2 separate regions of the Sus scrofa genome follow, and region 2 is linked to region 1. The links are chromatin contacts, called in public Hi-C maps. All regions are on one chromosome and are shown on one strand. Each heading gives the region's core, a stretch centred on a gene start, on an enhancer-like site or on the middle of the called end of the contact. The rest is flanking DNA. Distances are from core to core; before and after follow the strand shown. Region 1 overlaps KIF26B (kinesin-like protein KIF26B). Region 2 overlaps SMYD3 (SET and MYND domain containing 3).

Evidence for each region. Hi-C and Micro-C count contacts between places; a contact is called where the count stands out from the background.
Region 2: a Hi-C map of embryonic fibroblasts shows a contact between it and region 1, with 2.4 times the contacts expected there. The contact joins two enhancer-like sites. A contact is called at or near these places in 2 of 47 Hi-C or Micro-C datasets (embryonic fibroblasts and heart right ventricle).

The regions. Positions count from the first base shown.
Region 1 is chr10:18,214,305-18,219,362 of Sscrofa11.1, forward strand. KIF26B (kinesin-like protein KIF26B) reads left to right here. Exons shown (of 16, transcript XM_021064466.1): 16 at 1-5,058. Among named protein-coding and RNA genes, the nearest start is that of KIF26B, 510 kb to the left of the region's middle. Within about 2 kb of position 2,682, at least 5 of the 83 cell types and tissues checked have an H3K27ac peak or open chromatin away from gene starts, as enhancers often do. A contact at or near this core is called in embryonic fibroblasts, where this site is marked.
Region 2 is chr10:18,460,600-18,465,657 of Sscrofa11.1, forward strand. It overlaps SMYD3 (SET and MYND domain containing 3), which reads right to left. Exons shown (of 12, transcript NM_001160092.2): 6 at 3,112-3,179; 7 at 1,166-1,268. Among named protein-coding and RNA genes, the nearest start is that of SMYD3, 560 kb to the right of the region's middle. Within about 2 kb of position 2,917, at least 1 of the 83 cell types and tissues checked has an H3K27ac peak or open chromatin away from gene starts, as enhancers often do. A contact at or near this core is called in embryonic fibroblasts, where this site is marked.

The DNA of each region.
Region 1 (5,058 bases), core at 1,432-3,931:
AGGAAGGATGTGGGGTTGCATAACTCTGCCGTTGTCTAGAGTGCTGCTTAAATGCAGGAAGTTCCAGGCCTCTTGTAAACCAAAGCCTCCATCCCAAGAAAGGACCAGGCTTGACCCCTCAACTTTGGTACCTGAAGGCTGAGAACGGTTTCCTGTCATATATCACACACCCACCTGCCAGGGCACAGAGTGTCATGCATGTGGATGTACCAAGCTTGACTCCAAGAATGTTGGACCTCATTCTCAAATTGAGATGTTCATCCCCCCCGCCCCCTCCCCCACTGCAGTTCCCTTAGGGATTATTATGCCTGTGTTAGTGATGGAAACCCAAGGCAGAGTGGTCAGGGGAGTGTCGCATAGCAGTTCTGGAATTTCACAGTGTCCTCCTACCTTCCAGGTCAGGGACCCCACAGCCTGCCCATTGATGGAGGTGCCCAGGGTTTTCTAGCATACTGTTCTTTTTTGCCCTCCAATGCAGCATATCTTCATGAGCCTGTTTTCAGGCAAGGGAGGCAGTCCCAGCTAACCAACTCCTTGTCCCCAGCCTGTCCCCCAGGAAAAAGAACTTTTGCATTTCTTTGTCAGTGCTCCTCGGGACTCATGTAGCCCAGCATAACTGGCGAGCAGTCAGCAAAGCCCAGCTGAACTCAGTGGGAACTGAATTCTTGTGCTCTTCATAGCACCAGTCCTTTACTGGCCAGGTCAGGACACGGACGGCTCTATTAGCTTTGTTTGGAAAGTTAGCCCCCTAGACTGGAAGCCAGTTCTGTGGATGACAAGTCTGGCTTTGAGTTTTGTTAGCACTTGCCCCTATGCAGAGGTGCATCCAGAAGCTATGCTCCCATCTGATGACTGAAACAGGCTAAAATATGGTGAAAAGTTACTCCAGGATGGATCATTTCCCCCTTCAGTTTAACAAGTGTGTCTGGCCCCTTGGGCAGCAGGGTTCCCCCATCATACCTCCATTCTGTAGGGCAGCCTCATTGACTCTGAGCATACCTCTGGTCTCAGCACTTGTGTGAATGGACTTGTTCAACAGCAGCATAGTGGAAGCTTCTGGACCCCAGAGAAGGCCATTCTGTTGAGTTGGTTTGGGTTTTCCCTTTGGCATCCCTTTGGTTGCTGGTTGGAAATACACTACTTCATGAAAAGCCTTATCATTGGGGGATTGTCAAAGGTGAGTATCCTGGGCTTTGTTGGAAACAAATGTACTTGATTAGTGTTTAGCAGCCTTTGCTTTCGCCCTGGCCATATCTTCCCCCACAGGCTACCTTGCCATGTAAACATCTACAGAAATGTAAAACCTTGATCAGTAGAATCTTTCCGAGGGACTGCCCTTCAGCTGGCCTCCTGCCTAAACCTGCTATATATGTTCATAGCAACTTTATGAGATACCAAAAGGGTTGAGTGAAACCAAGTGCTATCTTAGCGAGTCAGATTGCCCTCCCAAGACGCCATGCCATGGAGCTTCTTGAAGGATGCTGTTGGCGTAGTGTAGAACAATTTTGCATGGCGGTTGTCCATTCTGGCTTTTTCCTTTCTTTCCTTTTTTTTTTTTTTCTCTTTTGTTTCCTAACCTAAGTAAGCTGCAAACATCTTAACACACCAAGTATTGCTAAACCATGTGACGATATCATGAATTCTTATGCTATGATGCGCTCGTTTTTCCCTGTAAGTCGACTCTTCAGCTGGTCATCTGTTCTGAAGCAGTTCTAACAAGTGAAGAACACCTCATTCAGTGACCAGATGTGAGGTAGGTTCAGGTCTAGTTTTGGTGACAGATAACCTAGGAAGGCAAAGGGGGGATGTCAGAGAACCCATTATTCCATTTCATTCTCCACGCATGAAAAAACCAGAACAGTATTTCTTTGAAATTAACATGGAGACATGGGAGCCTTAATTCTTTGTCTGAAATCTGCCCCCCTCTCCACGTAGTTCAGCATGAGGTGGAAGCACTAGCTGCAGAATAAAACTCAGAGCCCCAAAGGGGAAATGGCAATATTATTTCCTGCGTGTAAATCTGTATTGCATTTCATGATGGTGTTTCATGTTGTGACAGAGTGAGACTCTGCTTTATCCTGGGCTTTCAAGCCCCACCAGAAAACTGCAACCTTTGATCTTCTTGTCCTTGAATTCCCTTCCCCATCATGGGGACACTGTCCCTAATGTTCATCTCTGCCTGATTTGAAATCGGAGCATCCTGTGTATCGCTTTGTCTCTAGTTGCTGTTCTGAACGTGGGGCCCTTGAGATGCAAATGCAGGTGTTGGTCCTGGGTTGACACAGGTGGGGCTTATCCAGGGGACCTCAAGATGAGGAAGAGAGAGAAGCTGGTGTACAGTGCCACGCTGCCTCGAGTGGGGAACTTGGCAGGCAGGAATCCAGCTGTTTGTCATAAATTAGTCTTAAGCTTGAAATCTGTGTTCCTGGAAGGTGGTGGTAACTTCATTGTAGCCACAAAAACCATCCAGGGCAGTGGTTCAAAAAGTCTGACACACGCATACACATCTTGTGCTGGTTCTCAGATTTCTGTTGATGTTGAGCAAGAGCCCTTTTCCGGCTTCAGCTTCTGAGGCTGATTATGAATTTTGGTTAATCCATCAGCCTTTATCACTTAGTGCATTCCTGTCTGAAAGTGGCTGTCTGAATTGGGTTTCTTGGGAAAGAGGCCAGGCTTGCAAGAGCCCAGGCATTTCTTAACCTGGTTCTACACGTGGTTGCTGGTGTCATCAGCCTCTGCTGCTCTGGGGTCCAGGCTTCCACAGTGAATAATGATGTAAATATTTTGAAGTTCCCTGTTCCAAAAAGGGTTTAGGTTGGAACAGAAATGACTAAAGATGAGTTCAGTTCAAAATGGAAACCAGAAGAATTCATGAATTTACTCACTGTTCTTTCCTGCAGGAATATTAGCCCCATGCTCTGAGCACATGTTAAAAGATATTTTCATTTTTAAAGGTGATGTGTATTAACCTCCAAAACCATGCCCGTAGAAACACGTTGAAAGCCCTGTTCTCCATGAATTGATGCTGGATAAGCCATCCATTGGTGCTGGCCCCAGGGCCTGCTTGCCACTGCCTGGGCACTGCAGTCCATCCTACCCCCAGGGGACTCTCTTCAGTACTGCCACACTGAGACTGCCCCAGGAGGGCCCCTGCTGCCCACTGTTCAGCAAAACAAAATGACACTCAGTTTCACTGACTCTGCCAGCAGATGGTCTAATTTTTTTGGGGAGGGCCATGGGGGACAGTGGGGGGTGGACAGGGAGTGGAATGTAGCATTCCTTTGGATTGTAATCTCTCTCCTTCTCCAACAAAAGATCTGTCAACGTTTGTGGGTAAAAACTCACAAATTGTGTCACTTAGCCACCTTCCTGACAAAATACCTATCTATTACTGCTCATCAGTTCCAAATAAAAGCATAATTCTAATCCAGGAGAAGCTCATCTTCTCGGGGGGAAAAAAAAGTGTTTCGTTTTGTTTTGTTTTTTGCCAAATCTTAGAAGCTGCTGATCCATCCCTAAACAAACCCGCTCTGCTTTTGGGTGGCCCTGCTCAGAACCGGAGGCAATGTCATAATATCGGACATACAGTGGTGCTTGAGGCTGTACCCAGCCTTCAGCCTTGATATCTAATCAATAGTCTCTAAATGCAGTTCCTAGCATCCCTATGTGTAGGGTGAGCGCTGAAATCCTGGCACTCACACATCTATCTTATGTACATGGAGAAATTACCTTCCACAACTAAAGAGACTCACTCTTTCCCTCCTCCCCCCTGCTAACCCACGTCCCACCCGGTCACCTGGTCATATTCAATTGATGAAAAAGTTCTAGCTTCTTTGTAAACTCAGGCTGTTGCTTTGTAGTGTCGCTCGTGTTTTAGGTTTATTTGTACGTCCTGGTTGGACCTGCTGTCCGAGTGCTATGCATGGAAGTGTCAGCTTGGTGGCTCGGTCAGTGGCTGCTTTTTCATCCTCAGTCTAGCAAGCTCTGCGAATGGAGACGCAGACAGAGGGGAGGAAAGAGAAATCAACCAGGAGAGCAGGGATTAGGGTCCCATCCTCAAAGTATAGGGCTTTGTTCCAAATTGAATGGCTTCCTATAGTAAGGAGCTACAGGGGAAACAGCCCTTTCCTTTTGAATTTGATGACACTGGCCTTGGCCATCAGCCGTCTCAAGCCTCAGTGAAAGAGGATCCAGCCTCTTCCTGTCGGTCCAACACGAAAGTCTGGACAAGTGCAGACAGTATTAGGTTCCCACATTTCCCTAAGACACCCCACTCCACCCCCCAAAGTTACTGAAAGGGGTTGGGGAAAGGAAGCTGGAGTCCCTTACCTTGACTAGATATAGAGTAGGTGTTTTTTTCTGGAGAAACCAAAGCACTTTAGTGAGTCTTACAACCCGTAATGCTTAAGGCATCTTGTCCCTTCGCTGGATCCCTGAGAGGCTGGGAGGGGCTGGGATCAGTAGTCTCATTCAAGAGGCAGCTAAATCTAGGAGGAAAAGCCTTGAGCTCGGAGGGAGTGAACCAGGCCCGGGCCTGGTTTCTTGGCTCGCTCGCTATGCAACCTTGGGCAAGTTTGCTTCACTTTTCTGGGCCTCGGGCTCCCCATAGAAGGCCGGGGGTCTTGCCAGCTGCCCTTCTGGGAGGATGTAAAGAGAAAATGGTATAGACGATAGGAAGTGCTTTGAAGAAATGAAAGCTCTGTACAGAAGCCGAGGGCTGGTCATTGTAGATGAAGAAATTGACGTCAATAGCCAGCGATGGGCCCAAGTTCACAGGGAGTTGTCGTAGAGCCCAACCGGGACTCGAGTCCAGCATCTTGGACTCTTCCCATGAGAGGCTGTCGCACCAAACGTGTGGCTGCGTGGACACACACCACACCTATGGACTGACGTGTGTGCACGGGGCGGGTACAGGTGCATGTGTACAGAAGGTGTGTGACATGGTGCAAGAGCACATGGGACAGAAAACTTGAGCGCTAACTCCTGCTAGTCCTCTGGCTTTGGATCTATGGCCCAGCTTCTCTGGAACACAGTTTTCGAGTCTGTAAGGGGAGGACA
Region 2 (5,058 bases), core at 1,667-4,166, 250 kb after region 1:
AAAGGCCATCATCCCTCAGCTCCCAAACGCCATTGTTGAAAGTGGAGAGTGGTCCCTGTCTTATCTGCTTTGAAGTCACATGTGGCCCAAGGGGAAAAAAACCCTAAATTCCACATATTGTTGACAGATACCCCAGTGTACCTGGTACGCTGGACCTAAAAACTGGAAATTTAATAAGAGGCAGCTTATTCAGTTGAAAATCAGTTTAGAAGGAGTCTTATCAAAGCCAAATCCCTGTCTACATAAAATATGGGACCTCTGAGTTTCGGTTTTATGGGCTGAGTGCTGCATAAATGTAATAAAAGCTTATGATAGTCTGTTTTCCCTGCAATAAATATCCACTTTAGCAAATTGGAAGGTAGAGGGAAACTGGTTTCTAAAAAGCATAAACATCTTTAACCCAGAATTCAGGGTTAGCAGTTGTGCAAACCCTGCCAGCCTCAGGTTCAGCAGCCCTGGAGCAGCCCATCTGCAGCTGCCTCGTGAGATCTCAGACTTCACAGAAGGCTCCCCATCAAAACAGGCTGGCTGGGCAGCCTGCAGAACTGGAGGGGTCAAAGCCAAGGCACCGTGGGAGGTCAAGCTGCCTGTCCTCCTGCCCCCTTCACGTCTTTGCTCAGACAGTTACCCCGAGATGCTGATACGTTTGTCAAGGAACAAAGATACCCTGAAAGGGTAACACTTGTTTGCTTTCTTAATAAAAAGGTAAAAACGAGCCACCTTCAGGAGTTCCCATTGTGGCTCAGTGGTAATGAGCTCAACTAGTATCATGAGGATGTGGGTTCCATCCCTGGCCTCGCTTAGTGGGTTAAGGATCTGGGGTTGCTGAGAGCGGTGATGTAGGTTGCAGACACAGCTCGGATCCTGCATTGCTGCGGCTGTGGTGTAGGCCAGCAGCTGCAGCTCCGATTGGACCCCTAGCCTGGGAACCTCCATATGCTGTGGGTGTGGCCCTAAAAAGACCAAAAAAAAATAGCCCATCTGGGAGAAGTCACGATGGGCAGTGTCTCTGCCTCCATCACTGGGCAGATGTATTACCTACCTTCTCCTTGGCAGAAAGACGCTAAAAAGCTGCTCCTCAGCCCCAACTGGTGTGAGGGAAGAGCCTTGCTGAGAGGGTCTTGCATGGAAAAGAAGGTGGGCAGGGCGAACAAGAGCTCCTTACCTCCTCTCCCGCCTCAATGTCTCGGACTGCGCGCAGTAAGAGGTGGGGCCCATTGAACACAATCGAACAGTTGGGGTCACAGCTGTGATTGAGCAAAGACATACTGGAAGCAAGAGAAAAAGAAAAAAAAAAGTAAGAGACCATCCTGGCTCAGTAGGTAGAGCCAGACATCTATATTTGATGAGTATAAAGACACTTCAGCTTAGGGGCAGGGGGCAGGTAAGGCTGACAGGGGTACCAGGGATTGAGCGCTCTCGGGATGTGCTCTTAGGAAGGTGGGGTAATAACAACATTTTCTGAGTCCTTTAGGGGGGTGGGGGTGGGGAGGTGGCTGTCTCATTAGATACCAGCCCATAAGGCGACCCAACAGGAAGATGGGAAAAGAAAAACTGACCTGCAGAGAAATAATCTCTGAGATAATGGGATGCGGCAGTTACCATGGCAGTTATCAAAGCCCAGGGACCAGTGAGCTTTCCACTCAGGATCTCAGACGTGAGGTCCTTTGGGAGAACGGCCATGCCTACTAGAACATGCATGGTGACACTGAAGAATAGTTAGGAGCGCTTCCTCTTCAATGCAACAGTGAGGTTATCTTGCTAACTAGCTCCTCATGCCTTCCAAGCCATGAGCCATGGCCCAGGAATTTTACGACCTTGGAGGCACATTTTTTTTTTTTTTTTAACCATCTGGGAAGGTAGTGGATTTAAGCTGCCACCACATTTGATAATAATTAGAAATAACTGTGAGTGAGCATCCATGATGGAGAACGCACTTTCTGAGCACCTGAGCATGTTTACCACATTTAATCATCCCAATAATCTTAGGAGGACCATTTAGAGATGAAGAAGCTGATATGCGGACGTCTGATAACTTGCCCAAGGATGCAATAACTAGCAAGTGGTGACTGAATTGAAACCAGGTGGTCTGAACTCAGGGCCATGTCTGCCCCATTCTATGTTACTGCTTTTTTTTTTTGTTGTTGTTGTTGTTGTTGTTGTTGTTGTTGTTGCTATTTCTTGGGCCGCTCCCGCGGCATATGGAGGTTCCCAGGCTAGGGGTCGAATTGGAGCTGTAGCCACCAGCCTACGCCAGAGCCACAGCAACTCAGGATCCGAGCCGCGTCTGCAACCTACACCACAGCTCACGGCAACGCCGGATCATTAACCCACTGAGCAAGGGCAGGGACTGAACCCGCAACCTCATGGTTCCTAGTCGGATTCGTTAACCACTGCGCCACGACGGGAACTCCTGTTACTGCTTTTTGAAGATCCATTGGGCAGATCGGTAGCTTATAATGTGTCAGAAATAAGCTGGGTTCTCAGATTCACCGTTAATTATAAGCAAGACCCATTTTGTATTAGATCCTAACAGCATGAAGACAAAACGGAAGTAGCAGTGACCCTGGAGTGCCTGTGGAAGGACAGCCTGGTTCCTCAGTGCCATCGCCTCAGGGGTAGAGAGAGAACACTTTCCAGGGCAAAGCCCCGTGAGTGCTCTTGCCTCCTGGAGCACTGGGCCCAGAGCATCAAGCTGAAAGACCAAACGAACCCAAATGGTACAGGACCACAAGTCTGCTGAAATAATCATGTGCATCAGCCCAGAAGGTTGGGGAAAAGGACCAAGGCAGGAGTGGGGGATTAACCAAACCTCAGGTGGATGGTTTATTAGCATCCACAGTCCCCAGCTTGGTACCTCAAAGTTCCTGAAAACAAGACTTTAGATCGGAGGTCTGCCTCTTTGTTAATACCGCACCGTATACTGTGGGTTATGGAACCGTTTTCGTTACACTTCACATTTTCCATTTTCTGGTAATTTATCATTACGTTTCAAGCCTGGTTCTGGAAGCAGCTGCCTGTAATAGCCTTTTGAACTCCTTTTAAAAGGCTGGGAAGCTGGGTGGGAATTAAAGTCATTTCTTCCAGTAAATGAAATACCATCCACCATACCTGGGATACAGGCCAACACCAACTTCCTGCATCTCTGCATTACAGATGGTGAAGGAGTTGCAGATCACCTGTAAAAACAAGAGGAAAACACTTAGGATTACGAGTCACCTAAGAAACTTCATAGGCAAGAGAACAAAAGTTTTCAAACTAAAAGGGAGCCTTTTAGCAACTGCTTAGGGAAGACTCAAGCCAAACGCAGATGCTCTTCCCTTTGCAAGAGAACAGGTCTGGAATACACTTTCCTTGAGAACGTCAGGTAGGTAAATGCAGAACTAGCAACACCCTGTTAAAACTCAGGCTTAAACCCAGCACAGTCTAATCCTCTCCCCCACGTTACGAGGTTACGTGAAATGTTCAAAATTCCGAATACAAATCGTCTACTTATTGAGAACGAGGCTCTGGTGGTGTTGGATTTTTCACGCAAACAAAACTGCCTGTGGTTTCCGGACACCACTGTGTGTCTGATGAGTAACAGCGGCTTGTCTTTTATTCCTAAGAAGGATGAAATATACCCTGAGTGAGTCTATGATCCAAGTCGATGACAGACCACAACGAGCACAGGAAGTAATTCAGGCAAGCTACGGCATTTACTGGGCACAAGGAGCCCCTCACTGAGTGGACAGCAGGGTCCTATACCCTATCAAAGAAATAAGAGATGCTCGGAGGACTTAAAACCTATGAAAGGCCACACGCAGTCCCAGAAAGAACACTGGCCTTAGAATCCGAAAATCTAGGTCCTGGCCCACACATCACTGCCTCAGGCAGGTGCTGAAGAGTGAAGGCAACAACCACAATCCCTGCCTTCACATGAGCTTCCATTCTAGTGGGGAAGACAGATAAAAATTCTAGAGAAAAATGTCACATGTGGATAAATGCTAAGAAAGAAAGTTGGTTGTTCCCTTCATGGCTCAGGGGTTGACAAACCTGACTAGGATCCATGAGGACACAGGTTGGATCCGTGGCCTTGCTCAGTGGGTGAAGGATCTGGCATTGCTGTGAGCCTGCGGTGTAGGTCACAGATGCAGCTTGGATCCTGTGTTGCTGGGGCTGTGCTGCGGGCTGGCAGCTGCAGCTCTGATTCGACCCCTAGCCTGGGAACTTCCATATGCCCTGGGTGGGGCCCTAAAAAGCAAAATAAATAAAAAATAAATTTTAAAAAAAGAAAATAAAAGGGCAGGAAAAAGTGCTCAGGATATTTAAGAAGAAACCTGAAGGCAGCAAGGAAATGGAGGTGCTGAAGGTTCACATCAGAGCAGGTGCAAAGGCCCTGAGGCGGGGATGTTCTTGGGTACAGAAAACATCAAGAAGGCTGGCATGACCAAAGAGAGCAGGGGCAAGACATGAGATGAGAGAGGCAGCTAGAGCATATGGAGACTTATAGCCATGTTTGGATTTTATTCTGAATGAGACAGAAAACCACCATCTTGATTCTGAGCCACAGATTGAAAGGAGCTGGTTTCCATTTTGAAAGGATCATTCTGGTTGTTTTGTAGAGAATAGGCTATAGAAAGACAGGGTGGGGAGTTCCCGTGGTGGCTCAGCAGTAAGAACCCAACTAGTGTTCATGAGGAGGCAGGGTCGATCCCTGGCCTCGCTCAGGGGGTTAAGGATCCAGCGTTGCCGTGAGCTGTGGTGTAAGTCACAGATGCAGCTCACATCTGGCGTTGCTGTGGCTGTGGTGTAGGCTGGGAGCTGTAGCTCTGATTCAACCCCTATTTGGGGAACTTCCATATGCCACATGCACAGCCCTAAAAAAATTTTTTTTTATATATTAAAATTAAAAAAAAAAAAAAAAAAAAAAGGAAGACAAGGGTGGAGGCAGAGGAAGCAGGAGAGCACGGCAACAGCCCAGGCAAGAGATGACGGTGGCTTGGAGGCTGGCAGCGTAGAAGTGGTTCTGCCAGCAGGATCTAGGGAGGGGCTGCTGCTGGGAATGAAAGGCATCAA